Regions from separate parts of the Gossypium hirsutum genome. Here region 2 is linked to region 1. A link is a contact called in public Hi-C data. All regions are on one chromosome and are shown on one strand. Each heading gives the region's core, a stretch centred on a gene start, on an enhancer-like site or on the middle of the called end of the contact. The rest is flanking DNA. Distances are from core to core; before and after follow the strand shown. Region 1 holds the start of LOC107928759. Region 2 holds the start of LOC107962880 (protein NONRESPONDING TO OXYLIPINS 2, mitochondrial).

Region 1 (2,814 bases), core at 34-2,533:
TTCGCTTATCTCTCCCGCCTTGTTTAACACCTTAAATCGTGATTTTCCAGTTTCCTTGCGAGATTTTGCCCCGTCTGTTACTCCCATATCTCTGTCGGTGTTAACTCTGCCAACCCGTTTTCCATGCCCGGACCTTCTTTCAACCAGCATCCAAGGCCAAAACTCCGGCCTCGCTTCCTCAACTACTCCTCCTCCGTCAGTTTCCAAAACCTCCTTCGTCGTCTCAGGCAACTTGTCATAATTATTATCCAGGGCCATCATCTGGCATAAATCTCTAACATGCCCATACCTACCACACCCAAAACAAACCGTAGGAAGAACTTCGTACTCCACCCTCTGAACAGCTCCGTCAACCAAGACTTGGGACACCAGCGGCTTCGCGAGATTAATGAAAACAGCAAATCGAGCAAAACGTCCCATGGTTCTCTTATCCGTCTGAAGATTCAATTTTACGACCTTCCCAATCAACCCCCCAACGGCTTCCACAATTTGCCGACGGAACATATACCCCGGCAAGCCCGGCAGACGGATCCAAGCCAAGACCACAGTAGGATACGGTTGCAAAGGATTAAAGTCCTTGGTCCAAGGTTGAACAGTAAGGTATTGACCAAAAATAATCCATGGACCCTGCGACAAAATGCGATCGTAATCAGTCTTATTCAAGAAACGAACTAGAAAATACCCATTTTCAATGTCCATAAGATGAAATTGAGAAATAGGTTTCCACAGACTAGATATGCGATTGTGTAAAGTATTGTAGCCGATACTCCGGCCTAGAAGTTTAATAACCACAGTTAATTCCATTTCTTTGAGCAAAATATCCTTAACCCGATCAAAAAAATTGATGGCTGGGATCCCGTTAACAATGGATATTTGCACATCATCTGTCAATAAGTCAAAATCTCCATTGCATCCATCATCTACTCCCACAGCAGAGACATCGCGTTCCAACTCAAATGAAGCTGATTCTCTACCCAAAAACTTATCTTTCCACGATGGTGTTGGAGATATAACAGAATCTACAATCATATCCACAGAATCATCCTCAAGACCGTCCTTAAACCTCACTTTCTTAGTGGTCCGATCCTCGATAGAACGAGGATCTCCCACATCTCTGTTGGCCGAAGAAGGCTGAGCAAGAGAGCGTTCTTTAGACATTTTTCGAACTATTTAGACTTATAATTTAAAATCATTTAACTGTTAGTTTTTCATTAAAATAGTTAACCAATAATCACATAATCTCTCTTACTTTAATAAGTTATCGATAACTTATAATATAAAAACTAAATTGATCTCATTCTTGTAATAAAGATACCTCTCAAAAAATTTCACCAATATATAAAGATGGAATGAATATGTCGAGATCGTGAAGAGTTGGTGCGGTCCTCTTCATGTTAGCTTTTTTTGTTTTAATCATATATATTTGACGTTCAAATAGTGAAACATAATTATAATTGCAAATTTTCAATCTTTATCTTTCACTCCTTTGTTTTTCTTTTTGTTCTTTTTCATCAGTCTTAGATCAAATTTCTGAGGTCATGGAAGCAGCTCACTTAGTTGACTTTGTGATTTAATTTAAAAGCAAATCCCTAATTTTAAATGACAAAAAGAAATTTAAAAAAAAATCATTTAAAGTACAATTATTACCATTCCCACCAACAATAAAAATAATCTCTACTAATATAATCTTCCAAACACATGTGATTGGTCAATCAATCGAATTACTAAAACACCCTAAAAAAAAACTAATAATAACCCTCAGATATATTGAAATTCAAGACTCGAAATCTATTAAATATTATTTGTAAAGTGTAAGCTAAATGATTTCAGCTTCAAATAACACTTGATTTCCCAACATCCACCAATTGTATCATCGTATGTAGTACTAAGTCCCACATAAGCTGGAGTTACTACTATAAATTTAATTTTCTATTAACTACAAAATCATTCTACAAGAAATCTAATATTTTTATATGATATTTAAGTTACTTTAATTTGTAAAATGAAAAAAAGGAGTTGGAATCCACATCCTGTAAAATTATTTTTGCAACAACCATAATTGCCTCCTAAATAAAGTTTAAAGTTGATTAATATTTTTTATTACTTTTCATTAAAAAAAATAAAAGAGAAAAAACAGGAACCAAACATCTTTAAATTTGACATGTTCCAATAGCAAACCTGTACATGCAGTGTTGTTTGTCCCGTAAGACATGATTGAACCATTACTGCAAAAGTTGGTCACTGCTTTGTTGTTTTGTTCATCATGATTCATCACTCCACCATATAGTCCTACCTCAATTATTACTAAATATTGAAAGAGAATAAAATATCTCAATTATTACTAAACGTGATAGATAATAATATTATTATTCAACATATATATATTTTTAAAGCTCACTTTTATTTTTTTATTAAAGTAATATTTAATCTTTTAAATTTGATAATTTATTTTATCTTTGCACCTAAACATTTTTTAGTTCACATTAATTTTAAAATTAAAATTGTTTAAGTATCGGGTTATTTGTCCAAACCCAAAAGACCATCTAAAATTTGAAAGGGTTTGAACAAAATTATTAGACTTAAAAATGAGTTTGGCCAAAATAATAGGTCTACTTAAAAGAATAGTATTTTTTTTATGAATTATATAATTTATATCACATAAAAATTAAATATATAGTCATATATAATATAATAATGTAAACATAATTAAAAATGCTAAGTTGCTTACATATAAAATTTTAATAAATAAAAATATATGAAAGTATAGAATATTAAATTAAAAATAATATAATTAATTTTTAAAAAAATATGGGT
Region 2 (3,044 bases), core at 507-3,006, 250 kb after region 1:
ATATTCAACAATTGATTTTAAATTTATATTAAAAAATACTCTATGTGTAATTTTCTTTTACCTAAACTTTTTCTTTTCTCAAAAACAAACTAAAAACTAAAAATAAATATAAATTTATAAAAAAAAAGTGATGAATATTTAATAAAAATAAATAAAAGCAAGTAACAAAATAATAAGAAAAAGTAAACAATGAGCCAAAATAAAAAAAATAAAAAGAAAGAAAAAACAAATATTTCTATAAGTTGTTTATGAAAGTGAAGCATCACAACCTGCACCGTCATATCAAATAGTTGTTTTCAACCTTCCCTCCATCTCTTACTAATGTGCAATATCCATTGGTTTTACTTATAAACATAATTTCAAAGGATTATTTATTTATAGCGGATACTGAAAATATTTTAAAATAGAAAATGAATAAATCAATACTATAAGCGAATATTTTAAATTAAGATCATATTTTTTTTATAATGAAACAAATTAATGTCAATAATAATGTAATATAAAGTTTTGACTCTTCTCAAAATCATTAATTTTGAATGCATGTATATCAAATATTTGGAAAACACTAAATTTAATGTTTACATTATGTAAATGGAGAAAACAAATCTATTAACAAATTAACCTATTTTGAGATTCCATGAATAAGTGGTCTCGTCCACACAAATCTCTTCTATAATAGCCTCCCTAAATAATATATTTTAGTGTTTGGATGATCATGCATAAAATATTTTCTATTGTTTAATATACTTTTTGAAAATATTTCATAAAAACTATTTTTTATAAAACAAACATAATTTTGAGATTTTTTTAATCTTTTTATTATTTAATTAAATTTATTTTATGTCTATAAATTTATATTTTACATTATTCTTTGTAAACCAGACACAACTCAAATATATTTGTTATAAAATATTATAGTACAATTTCCTTTTAACAATTAAAATTTATTTCATAATAGTAAAACATTTTGTGATAATCAATATCTATATAAACTTAATAATAAATAATACTTAATTAAAATTTAATTTAAATTACATATGTTACATATATAAGAGTACACATTGACATATTAAAGTTGTAAGGTATAAATGAAGCTAAGCATTATTTAAACAAATACTCATATTTATAAAATTAAAATATTCATATTTTTATACTAAATTAAAATATGTCATAAGTCTATTGTACTCTTTATAAATTTAAAATTTAGTCCATGTACTTTTATTTTTGGATTAGTCTTACTTTTTAGAGATCAGAATTTAAGTTTAACTGTTAGTATTATTAAAAATATTTTGTTAAGTACACATATCTATAAAATACAATTAAAATATCATAATTTAAAAAAAAATAGAGTCTTAGAATTTTTTTAAGTGATAACTGATTTTTTTGAATTATATAATTATGTAATTATTTTCTTAATTTGTTTTGGTATGTTCGTCTAAAAATAATGAAAAGTAAGCCTTAGATTAGAGGTCGATACAAGGGGGGCCGGCAGTGGCCCTGGCCCCCCTAAAATAGAAAATTTATATTTAGGCATTTGAATTTTTTTAAAATTTTAAATTAATAAAGGTAAAATTATACTTTAGCCCCTCTAAAATTATAGAAATTCGATTTAATCCTATAAAAATTATAAAGATATAGATTATAAAAAATTAAATTTTTTATCATCTCTTCCTAAAAATTTATTCTGACTTTGCGCTTGCATTAGATTCAATTTTTTAAAATTTCATAAATTAAAAACATACCGTATTTTTATAAAGTTGTTTTAGAAGAAAATCAATGGTTATAAGCTCTAAGGTGATTGACGCTTGACCCAATCAGAATAGGATAAGGATGATTTAAAATGCGTAACCAAACATGAAAAAAAAGGTGGCATAAACCCTAGAAATTACAAGAGCTTAAACCCCTCTGTAATATCAATTCAGGATCCATATTCCAGAAGGAAAAAAAGAAAAGAAAAGAGAAGAAGCTTTAATGGCTGGTTCGACGATTCTCTCTAGATTATCATCATCTCGGTTAAAGGCTCTTCCTGTAAAGCTTAAAAGCAGCAAACCAGTGTTACCCACTATTTCTCCATTGAAATCGAGCTCTCAGTCTCAGTTTTCTTCTGCTTCTTCTTCTTCTTCTTCTTCTTCTTCTTCTTCACTGAAGCGCATTTCCGGGATTCCAAGGTGAGCCTTGTTTGTAATTAAAACTATTTGAATCTCTAAAGTAATGATTTTGCTCGCTCTTTCCTTTTTGGTTTGATTTCTTAGAGAAATGGGAATTTCCCTTTCATTTAGATTACCAGTGGAGCTGAGCTGCTTAATCTCAATGATGCCTTTGCACAGTGCGGTTGCTTCGGCTCGCCTCAGATCATTTCTTGCTATAGAATCTCAGAGTTGGGGTTTGATTCCTCAAGGTCTCTCTATTTACTCAACTCATGGAATATTTTTATTTTTATTTTTGGTATTAATGTTCATTGTTTTGACATTGTCACCACTGAAGCTTATTAATATAGTTTTTTATCTCAGAATTCTTGCTTTGTTATAGTTGAGAAAAGGATTGTTTGAAATAATTATGGTATGGGAGCATATATCATTATAATTGGTATTATTTCACAAAAATTCAACCTTTTATTGTAAGAATCATTAATGAATTGTTGAAATATGTGTCGTGGTTGTTTCATATAACCATTTGCGTTATGACCAGGGCGAACCTGATTGCCTCGGCCTCCCTTGTCTTCTACAAGCTCTTTTGATCATAAGTATTTTCTGCTCGAAAAATAATTTGTTTTTTTCCAAAAACATCTTTAATTTTATCTGGACTCCCAACATAAAATTCTTATCTTGAGGATCTTGACTTGCATGTTTTACGATTTTAGATGTTCTCTCTATAAATGTTCCTCTATAGAGCTTAGATTTATAGCCTGCAATGTCCTCCTGCATTCACTGGTAAAGGCATGCATACTTTGGTGATACTTTATTTTGTCAAAGAAGCCTGCATTTTATTTGCTTCATAAAGCACGACAGTCTGTAGTGATGCTAAATTGATTGAATAATGTTAAA

What was found. Hi-C and Micro-C count contacts between places; a contact is called where the count stands out from the background.
Region 2: a contact with region 1 is called in a Hi-C map of leaf, with 4 times the contacts expected there. The contact joins the promoter of LOC107962880 here to the promoter of LOC107928759 in region 1. A contact is called at or near these places in 5 of 34 Hi-C or Micro-C datasets (all in leaf).

The regions. Positions count from the first base shown.
Region 1 is chrA06:33,772,705-33,775,518 of Gossypium_hirsutum_v2.1, forward strand. It overlaps LOC107928759, which reads right to left and starts at 1,284. Exons shown (of 3, transcript XM_016860026.2): 1 at 1-1,284. The coding sequence starts at 1,158.
Region 2 is chrA06:34,023,530-34,026,573 of Gossypium_hirsutum_v2.1, forward strand. LOC107962880 (protein NONRESPONDING TO OXYLIPINS 2, mitochondrial) reads left to right here and starts at 1,757. Exons shown (of 3, transcript XM_016899435.2): 1 at 1,757-2,168; 2 at 2,280-2,398. The coding sequence starts at 1,972.